Regions from separate parts of the Mus musculus genome. Here region 1 is linked to region 2. The links are chromatin contacts, called in public Hi-C maps. All regions are on one chromosome and are shown on one strand. Each heading gives the region's core, a stretch centred on a gene start, on an enhancer-like site or on the middle of the called end of the contact. The rest is flanking DNA. Distances are from core to core; before and after follow the strand shown. Region 1 overlaps Ssbp2 (single-stranded DNA binding protein 2). Region 2 has its middle 33 kb from the start of A830009L08Rik.

Region 1 (5,155 bases), core at 1,950-4,449, 190 kb before region 2:
TGGAAACAATCCTGAGTGAGGTGACACAGTCTCAGAAAGTCAAATATCACATAGTTTCTCTCATCTGTGAATATTACCTTTGCATCAGATATGTGTCTCACTCAGAACCCCATATACATCTATACATCTCACAAGCTTCATCAGAAAAGCTTCTATTTGTAGTAGACGGTGATTAACTCGGAAAATTGCACGTGAGAACACACATGGCACATGAGGTCATTAGAGGAGAGAGGGTGGGAGGAGTAAGAGCTGGAGCAGAGGATGACTCCAAGTGACACCTTCAGGGCAGCGGCGCATGCTAACTCACAGTGTTGGCAGCAACACATCGTCGTTCTCTGTAGGTACAGCCCTAGGAAGGGGACCTGCTCAAGCAGAAGACTATATACTAGGGAATATTCTGACCAGTGCAAATTGGCCTTGTACATTCTTTCTCCAAAGGGCAGAATCGGATGGCTAGGGAAGGGGTGGATCTGTGGAAAGTGGGGTGGGCGGACTATGATCTAGAACTTCAGGCTCGCAAAGCAGGGACTGAAGAGAGACAATTATCAAGAACATTAAAGAAATGGGTGCTTTCTAGTTGTTAAATGAAAAATCAAACCATAACAAAATCATCATGTAAACTTCCATGACAGAAGCACAATCATGTGTGTTCCTCATGGTCCTGCATAGTAGCAGGGATGAGATGACAGTGTTTGTGTCCTAGCCACACCTTTTACAATGAATTAGTATCTGCATAACTAGCTTTATGATTTTCTCCTTTGTTCCTCTGTACAACCTCTCCCTGCCTTTTCTCCCTGCTTTTCATTCATGACTCCTTCCTTCCACCAACTGGTTTTTGGCTGAGATCACAATTTCAATAAAAAATAAAAGCTGCACAGTCAGGCGGGAAGCTAAGAAGCTTCCTCTCCTCAAATGTCATTAGTGACTTCCTGAGTACACAAGAAACAGATTAATTAAAGACGTTAAAGGAGGGGTAGTATAGTCAACAAAAACCCGCTTCACATTCATTTTGATCTCAGCCATGTGAACTCACGTTCACTATGATCACAGCCAGTGTGAACTCACATTTATGAGCACAGTCATGTGAACTCACTTTCATTCTGATCACAGCCAGTGTGAACTCCCACTCAATATAATCACCACAGACACGTGAACTCACACTCATTATGATCACCACAGACATGTGAACTCACATTTATTCTGATCACAGCCAAGTGAACAGTGAGACGCCATCTGGATATGACACCCTGCACACCTGGGGACAACAAGGGGAGTACTTGACAGAATGATGCTCATGGAGCGATTCCACTATGGCAAAGTGACTTCTACCATCTCCTTCAAAACTATTTCATGACACTACAGACAACACACTTCACTAACACATGACACTTCTTGCAAAAATATTTTCTTGAGGTTTTAGTAAATTCAAATTACTTCATTATCTATAATCAGTAGAAAAAGATAAAATTTCCTTCTCTCCCTCCCTCTTACACACACACACACACACACACACACACATGCCTATGTATATGGGTATAATTTAAATGCATGATTACTTTTATTTAGGACTATATAATTATTATTTATATATTTCATTGACACATGTTAAATTTCACAATTTGCAGCCAGAACATGCCTTATACATTCTGTTTCAAATCTCATTCTTTAATGATTTCTTTTTTATATATAAAATTACATAAAACCCCTCCTAACAAACTACATTTAAACTACTGAATCGTGTGTATTTAATTTGTATTCAAAGGGGAAATGGAATAAGGTTTGATTTGTTTTTCTATACAGCTTACAGGCAAGCTAGGCTTCAATCTTAAGACTGCTCTCAACAACTGATTTTGTATTATATGGAGAAAAGAAAACATTTATACTAATTTAAATAAAACATTAACTTAGATAAATTTTGTTAAAAATTAATTTTTCTTATTTGTCAAGAATTCTTAGCATCATATAGCCACTGAAATCAAGGCAATGCCTATCAAGACCCATTGAACTTTACAGCACGCATCTGGCTAGGACTACAGTGCAGATGGTGAGAGAAACTTCCAGTGAGCCTGCTAATAACAGTTCTCCACTGAGGTTATTTTCTCTAATTACCAACTTATTTTTGCTCAAATAAAATTTGTTTGCTTATAGAACAAAGCCCCCCCCCCATCTCCATTATAGACTCTACGTACCACAAAATAACTGCAATGTTCACTTCAAAATCAACCATTAGCATGAAACATAGCATTAAAAAGTTAACAACAGTTCCATAAACTAAAATGTGATATTTTATCTTTGGAAATAGGAAATATTTCTGAATGTTCTTAAATGTAATGCAGAACTGGTTAATTGTATGCTTTTTGATGGGAAGTAAGTTTCAGGAGAGCAGTCACACAGTCGACCCTGTAAATGCTAGTTAAATATAAAGAATGAAGGCCTAAAAGTGTTCTAAGAGACTAGTAGTATGCTGTGAGAACATTCTCTAGCTCTTTGTGACCAACCAGCATTTTCTTGAACATACTGTTGTAAGGTGCCGGACCTGGCCAAAGTCTTCTCACACTGCCTGGCTTTACTCCATAGTCTTATCTTGGTTAAATATTAGTTGGTTTTATGAACAACATGGTAATAAACGATTCGCTGTAACAATGCAGATTACTGAAGCAAAAACATAAAAATAAGTAAGGAAAATCAAATGTAAACTCAGCACTCAAATCTAACTACTGATAAAATATTCTTATGATTTTAAAAATAAATATTAGCCTAACATATGAGCCAGCCATTTTTCATTTAGGAATACATGCTAAATAGCTTCTAATTCTCTTCATGTCTTTTTCTAAGTTTACTCCCAAAGGCTTTATAGCTTATTGTTATAAACAGGAGTGTACACCTTGCATTCTTTCTGCTGTGTGTGTACCTTATAGTTTTCTGCACTTTTCTCTGAGTGATGCATCTCGTATTTCAATAATGATACATACCTAAGGCTACCTTCTCAATATATTCTTTATCTATCCTATTGTATAAGTCTTAAGTTAGTTTGGCTGTTACAGCACTTTCTAAAACCTGAGTTGCTTAAATGCAAACATATTCACAGATCTCAAGGCTAGGAAGTGCAAGACGAAGGTGTCAGTAGATACAGTGACCGATGAGGTCTGTGCTCCTGATCTGTAGATGGGTAACTTCTCATTGCACATATATGTGGCAGCAGAACAGAGTTCCCCTTCTATTTCTTTTATCAATGAGGCAATTAACCATGAAGCCTCTGTGGTCAGACTGCCTAATGCCAGATAGCAGCCAACCCACATTCAAATTGCATCACACTAGGGTTAAGATTTCAACTTTTAGGAACATGCATTCAATCCACAGCCGTCTACTAAGTTCATAATTAGTCAATGCAGATTTAGTATTCCCAAGCCCAGAGAAAAGGATGCTATTTGCATAAACATGAACATTCATATATACATGCTGTCAAAATGCAAAATGTTGCATGTTTAAGCCAAATATGTAACAGAAATTTTCTAAGATTTGACTACCCTTTTTGTAATTCACATGGCTGTCTAAACACTAGTTCACTTTTAGAGAGGAGCCACCTGCATTATTTAAGAAGAGAACCTTGCTTCAACTTGTGTTCCGCTTCATGCCTTTTACAGGTCACCTTCCTCTCTCTTCGACAAGACCAAACTAGTGGTCAGAAAATTATTTATTCAGTGGGGTGGTGGTACTCTATTTACCATGGAGTCAAACAAGACCCATGGGCCTCTAACCTGTGATGTGATAGCTACAAATATGGAAAGAATGTTTAAGAAGTCTAAATGTTCTTAAGAAGATGTTTATAAGACATACGTGTAACAAATAATAAAGTTAATTTCTTCCTTTAATTGTGTATTTCTGAAATTCCAAATTCATTTTCATTATCAAATATCACAAGTATGTTTCTAAAATCAGCTTCTTTTAATATATGCTGGTACAGGAATAATTTTTCCCTTTAGATTTCTGTAAATGTGTCAGTTTTCAGATATAGTTTATTAAATCAAAATCCTAAGGTAAACCTCAAAAGACTTAAAATTGTTTGTCAATCTATTCTGACAGTATTTACAGTTGCTATAACATACCTGAAAATATCAAAGAAGCTTTTATTTGTCAAAAAGCAAAAATAACATTCAACTCTTTTGTGCTTTCAACATATACAGCTTAAGTCTAATTATTATCCAACTAAAAATTATTTCCCTTAAAAACTAAAATGCTAAGAAACTTTTTAATTATTTATTAAATAAAATATATATGATGTGTCACAGTGAACTGAGCACATTTCAGATTTAGTTAGAAAAGAAGTTACAATGCTTTTAGATTCATATTTCTGTTTTTTTTTTTAAAAAGGTGTGAAAATTTCAAATGTGTAATTGTCAGGTGTCATAAAACACCAGCTCTTCATTGAGGAAACAGTCACTGCTCAGTTCTCTGGCCTGGCAGAAGTGTGAAAGCAGCTGAGCAGGGCGATCACACTCTGCACACAGACATGCAAAGAGGGGAGCGCAGGGCTGAACTCACCCTGCCAGAGCAAGACACAATCCAAACAGAAAACATACATTCTAGAACCCCGGGTTGTGTCGGAAGTGTTCCAAACTTACAGGGTAAGAAGTCACCATGGGAACCATTCTCCCTCCCACTGCCCTTCTCCTTACTCTTTCCACCCTCTACCCAAAAGAAACAGCACAAAAAGGCCTGGAAATGGCTACTCTTAGGTTTTTCTAAGAGATGTGACTATGAAATTATGTTTCATAAGTTGTTTTCATTAAGCATTCCACTGGATAATTCTTTTCTAGAATTTTTGCAATGTAACATATAAAAATAAATATTTAAGGCATATGATATTTGATATACGCTTACCTCTTAAAGTGATAAGCAGTGTCAAGTGATTATTATACCCACCCAAGCCCACAAAGCTGTCTGACTAGGGAAGAAGAGCATTAAGGGACTAGTGTCCACATGTGTCCAGCACAGAACACTGTATCAATAGCTGGACTCCTGTTTCAGGAAGGTAGGATTGTTAAGCACAACTACAGCTTCTACAAGGAAAAGGAGGCCCTTTCTTCTTTATCACAATGCGCAGGAGAAAAAACCAAGGTCATTACTATTTCATACTTCTCAAGCTATTGAAAGG
Region 2 (4,796 bases), core at 786-3,285:
ATAAGTATCATAGACAGGTGGCTCATAAACAACAGGAATTTATCCCTTGGAGTTCTAAGGCTGAAGGTTCTGGCAGACGTGGTGTCTGGTCAGAGTCCCCGTCCTCATGGATGGAATTTTCTCACTGTGTTCTCCCAAGGTGAAGGGCAAATAAGCTCTCTAGGGCTCTCTTTGTCTGCCTCTGTCTCCCTCTCTGTCTCTTGTCTCTCTCTGTGTCTCTGTCTTTTTCTGTATCTCTCTGTCTGTCTCTTGTCTCTCTCTGTGTCTCTGTCTTTCTCTGTATCTCTCTGTCTCTGTCTGTCTCTTGTCTCTCTCTGTGTCTCTGTCTTTGTCTGTCTGTCTCTCTCTTTGTGTCTGTCTGTCTCTCTCTAGGTAAGATACAACTTTCACCCAGAGAAGCTCCATTCTAAAGAAGACATAATCATCTTTCTACCTCCCGAAACCTTGAGGGACAGGATTTCAACATGTGAGTTTAGAGGGACTCGAACTTTCAGACCGTAGCAGACTAGAACTGGAGAGGGCGCATGGGCCTCTTTTCATTTATGTTGGCATATCTTGGCCAACAAATTAATTTCTCAGTGAAGTAACATCTGATGCTGATATACATCTAAGACCGTGTGTTCTGGTGTTTGCATGCACTAGCAGTGTACAGTCAATGAGGTGGTCCTTTTTACCAGATAGATTCAAGATCAACTTGTTATGTATCTCTGCTCATTTATATGAAGAAAGAGATTGAGAGCTTCACGTTCTGAGCATACTACACTGTGTCTATGTCCAGTAAAGTCTGTTAAGTTCCCTACATTACGATCTGCCTTAAATATTCTTTTTATGAGACATAGTCTTACATTTAGTGTGTGTGTGTGTGTTGAAGTCACAAAACTAGCTTGAGAGTGTTGGTTCTCTCCTTCCAACATATGGCTTTCAGGGATTGAACTCATGTTATCAGGCTTGACAGCAAGTGCCTTTACCAGCTGAGCCATTTTGCTGGTCCAAAAGGAATGTTTTCTACAAATAAGCCCTGTAATAAATATACAAGCATAAGTCCAACCATATTGTTGCAAATATTTGCTTTCCGGTCAACCTATGTAATGCCATGGCAAACCTTGTGTATTCATTGAAGGAAGCCTGGAAGCCAGACTTCAATGGCCGTGTCAAATTTCTGCCAGAGGATTTTTATTGTGTTTTCTCAATCAAAGGGGAAGTGGAAGAGAGAAACATATAAGGGGTCTTCACACTACTAACTATACATGTACACAATCATCCTTCAAGAGACACGAGACAAATCGTGATGAGTTTGACCCAGAATCTGCATCATCTATTCCTAGTTCTGCTCCCAACCCAAACAACCTTAAAGCAGACGCGAGGCATAAAGAAATATTTATACTGAAAGAAGAGCGTTATTCAAAGTAAGTCAAAATATCAACCATTTCCCAGGACATTATGTCCATGTCTGTGGTTATTGAAATTCATAACTCCATAGTGAATAACAACTGTGTTCTTTCACTTATGTTAAGACTCTGACACTGTGCACATTGCTTGCAAATTTGATATTATAAAAGAGGTTATCAACGATGATCAACCAAGTTTGGGCAGGTTATTTTAACTGAGGAATTTGATAGCGTTTATTATTAGAAAACATATCCACAATTCCATAGCTTTATACTGTTCTCTGATTATTTAAGGTCAATTTGGAAAAGTTTCCGAGCAACTAGTCCACACTTAATCCCCTTTCCAATCTTGCTATTTGATTAGGGTTTAAATAGGTATATGATATAAGCATTGCAACTCTCTAAAAAAAGCGCCTCCCTCCTCCCCAAACCCCACTAATTTAGGTTAAAAACAAAGTATTGGCAGCAAAAGTGTCTTTAAGTTTTTGCAATAATCCTTCCAGTACTTTCGCATCCCTAAAGGCTCCAGATGTGACCAGCCACTACGAAATGGGGAGCTGTTTATCAGCACGCTGCAGCGGGGACTGGCACCTGTAATTTTACTCATATTTTGCATCAGCGTTATTAAAACACCAAGAAATGACCAAGTTCACTTGGTTTCGTGTTATCACAAGGACGACCCTCTGGGTGATATGCTCTGTCGCCTGGCTGTCATCCTGAAGGTGACAGTTACTGCAAGCAGCTTTCTGTGCTGTAGGTGCAGAGGCTGCTGCTAGAGCCTCCTGAAGGGAGTTTCTGCTGGGGTCTGGGGCTGCAAAACACTGTTGAAATGTTGTTCTTGATGCCTTCAAGTAACTGACCATTGATCATTTATCACATGCAAACAACCCCAGTCCTTTCTTTCCTTTTAGTCTGTTTTTCCCCTTCTTTATTTCTCCTCCTTCTGTTGTTGTCAATACTTCTCTGAAGCTGAAATTAGGACACCTCAGTCTGGAATGAAGCTTTCAGAAGTGATCATTTGAATCCTGTGATGACAATCACTCCCAGGGTGAAGCCCTGGATCCCAAGTCACCCTTTCTTCCTCTTACTAACCTGGGGCTGCTTTGTCCTGCCCAAGGCTTTCCAAGCTGTTTGCTTCAGCTTGCTTTCACCTTTCCAGTTGTGTAAAAACAGAAAAAAAGTACATTTTGCTTTCTGGCACTTTATCCATATAGATGATTGGAATTCCTCCTTTGCTAGACTGATGGTTTCCAACTCCCAGTAGTCACTGATTGTGGGTTGGTACTTATGTAATAGCAACTTGGTTTTTAATAAAGTCCCTGACCTTTACTCCCATAGACAAGAGTACTTACTGGGGTGCCTGGAAACTGGTCAGTGAAAACACACTTCTGTGAGGCTTTGACATGCAAGTTGGAAGAAGCCAAGTTGGGAATCCAAGGAGCTAAGGGCTTAAGTGACTTGCCTGGCATTGCAGTGAACCACTGCCATGCTAAAACTGCAACAGTTAATGGTCAGCACAATGTACTTGATCATCTCACCTTGGGAGCTAAAAGCACAAAATTCTCATTTCTGGCTTGACTTGTGCTCCAGCTGTATTGTCTCTGCACCTTATTGGTGGCAATGAAATATTTCTCGATGCATTAAAGTAACCTTCAGATCAAGGGGTTGAGGTCCAGTCATCCAGGAAGCTGTAACTGCTGCTAGCTGTGCATAAGCATCCCTTCAAGGTACTCAGCAAAAATCATGGACTCTGTCTTTATCTCTCTGAGTTAGTTTCTAAATTATTTTTAATGTCAGCAGTGACCATGCTGTTTAGATCTATTCAAATAATGTACTGTAACACAAATCTTATATCTGCTAATGGACCTGCTCTTCAATGGTTGGAGTGTCTTACTAAATATGTGAAGCTATAAAATGTGTCGGTGTCCAGGAGACAAAAAGAAACAGGGAGTCACATCACTACTCGAATGTAAGATCTCCTGTGTAACTGGACAGATGAGAGCGGCTACAGTGTCCCAGCAACAGCCGTGTCAGAGCCCATGAATGCTTCATAATTTATTAGGTCCATTATTAAACACACTTTTCATTAATAGAGTTTTGAGGGTTTGACCCTTAGTGATCTGCATCCTGGTTCATTTTAAAAGACGATTTCCAAGTCCTGAGACATCGTCAAATGTCCCAGAAGTTGCTAATGGAAGACAATATTTTCCAGTAACAGTAGCTGTGTTAAAGGAGTGAGGTGAGACTTCTAATGAGGGCATCTGAAGGTGCTCGTGATTTGGGTGCAGCTGAAAGACCTCCCCTTCTGTCTGTAGCTCTCAGTGTAGGAGAGTCCCTAGAGGCAAAGAGAAATCTGGTGAGAAGCAAGACCGCCCCCTGCATCAGCCCAAAGCCCTTGGAGAAGGAAGTCCTGGAACTACCTGTCTCTAATTAATCTCCTCTGCTGTATTCCCTCAGCACTCACATACTCATAATTATATTTATGACTGTAACTGTGTTATATTACAGTTCAGATCCCCTTACAATAAATACCACCATGATGAAAATTCTCAACTAAAAAAAAAGTCCCAACTTTAGCCAATAACTTATGTATTTCAGGCATATTTGATACAGTGGAGGTCTAGCAATATATAACGATTTCAACGCTCCTTCAATTCTTTTGCAAGGGAATTTGAGCCTGTAACTATATTCATCATCACACAAGAGTGCGAGGGACCTTTTCCCAGACCATGAGACACTCAGCTAAATGGTCCTTAGTAGCTTCAAATGCATAGTAAACACCAGAGCAATGGAATGATTTGTGACAGAATTTAGTGAGAAACTTAAGGTAGACCCTCTTGCCTACAATAATAGCCTTGCTAGCATTGCTGAGTGACTGTTAGCAAGGCTTTCATGCGTTCCAGGTGTCCTTTATCAGCATTTGAGTGATGGAAGGAAAACTGTACCCCAATGTGAAATAATCTAGGCTCTTTTTCGTCCCCAGTGCTTCTTCCAAAAACCCACTCCCTTCAGATCATCCAACAATAGAAAGGCTGTTTCTGTCCCTGTGATTCTGTCATTAACTGGCTGGTGCTCTCCTGACTCTGGCCTATCATGTTTTTATATATCCAGTTATTTATTACATAGATATAAAATCCTGCATTACAAGTGGAAAATGATGCTACAATGACAACGGTCTGTGATGTTTTCTTTATAAATAAACTACGCTGCACATTTGTCTCCTATTTTAGGGATATTTATTTATTTGGCGTTTGATACAGAAGAAATCTTCATTCTTCCTTCATTTAAGGAGCTAGAACCGAGGCAACTGAAGGGGCTTTGGGAATCCTCTACCCTAGCTTGTTCTATTGCTCAGCGCTCAACAATTCAGGATCAATATAGCTGAAGGATAGGGTCTGATGCGAACTA

What was found. Hi-C and Micro-C count contacts between places; a contact is called where the count stands out from the background.
Region 1: a Hi-C map of pre-megakaryocyte-erythroid progenitors shows a contact between it and region 2, with 3 times the contacts expected there. The contact joins two enhancer-like sites. A contact is called at or near these places in 2 of 484 Hi-C or Micro-C datasets (brown adipocytes and pre-megakaryocyte-erythroid progenitors) and 1 of 9 other capture datasets (embryonic stem cells).

Annotation. Positions count from the first base shown.
Region 1 is chr13:91,610,160-91,615,314 of GRCm38.p6, reverse strand. The region is part of intron 4 of Ssbp2 (single-stranded DNA binding protein 2); the gene reads right to left. Among named protein-coding and RNA genes, the nearest start is that of Gm41016, 79 kb to the right of the region's middle. Within about 2 kb of position 3,199, at least 15 of the 459 cell types and tissues checked have an H3K27ac peak or open chromatin away from gene starts, as enhancers often do. A contact at or near this core is called in pre-megakaryocyte-erythroid progenitors, where this site is marked.
Region 2 is chr13:91,418,925-91,423,720 of GRCm38.p6, reverse strand. No RefSeq gene overlaps it. Among named protein-coding and RNA genes, the nearest start is that of A830009L08Rik, 33 kb to the right of the region's middle. Within about 2 kb of position 2,035, at least 36 of the 459 cell types and tissues checked have an H3K27ac peak or open chromatin away from gene starts, as enhancers often do. A contact at or near this core is called in pre-megakaryocyte-erythroid progenitors, where this site is marked.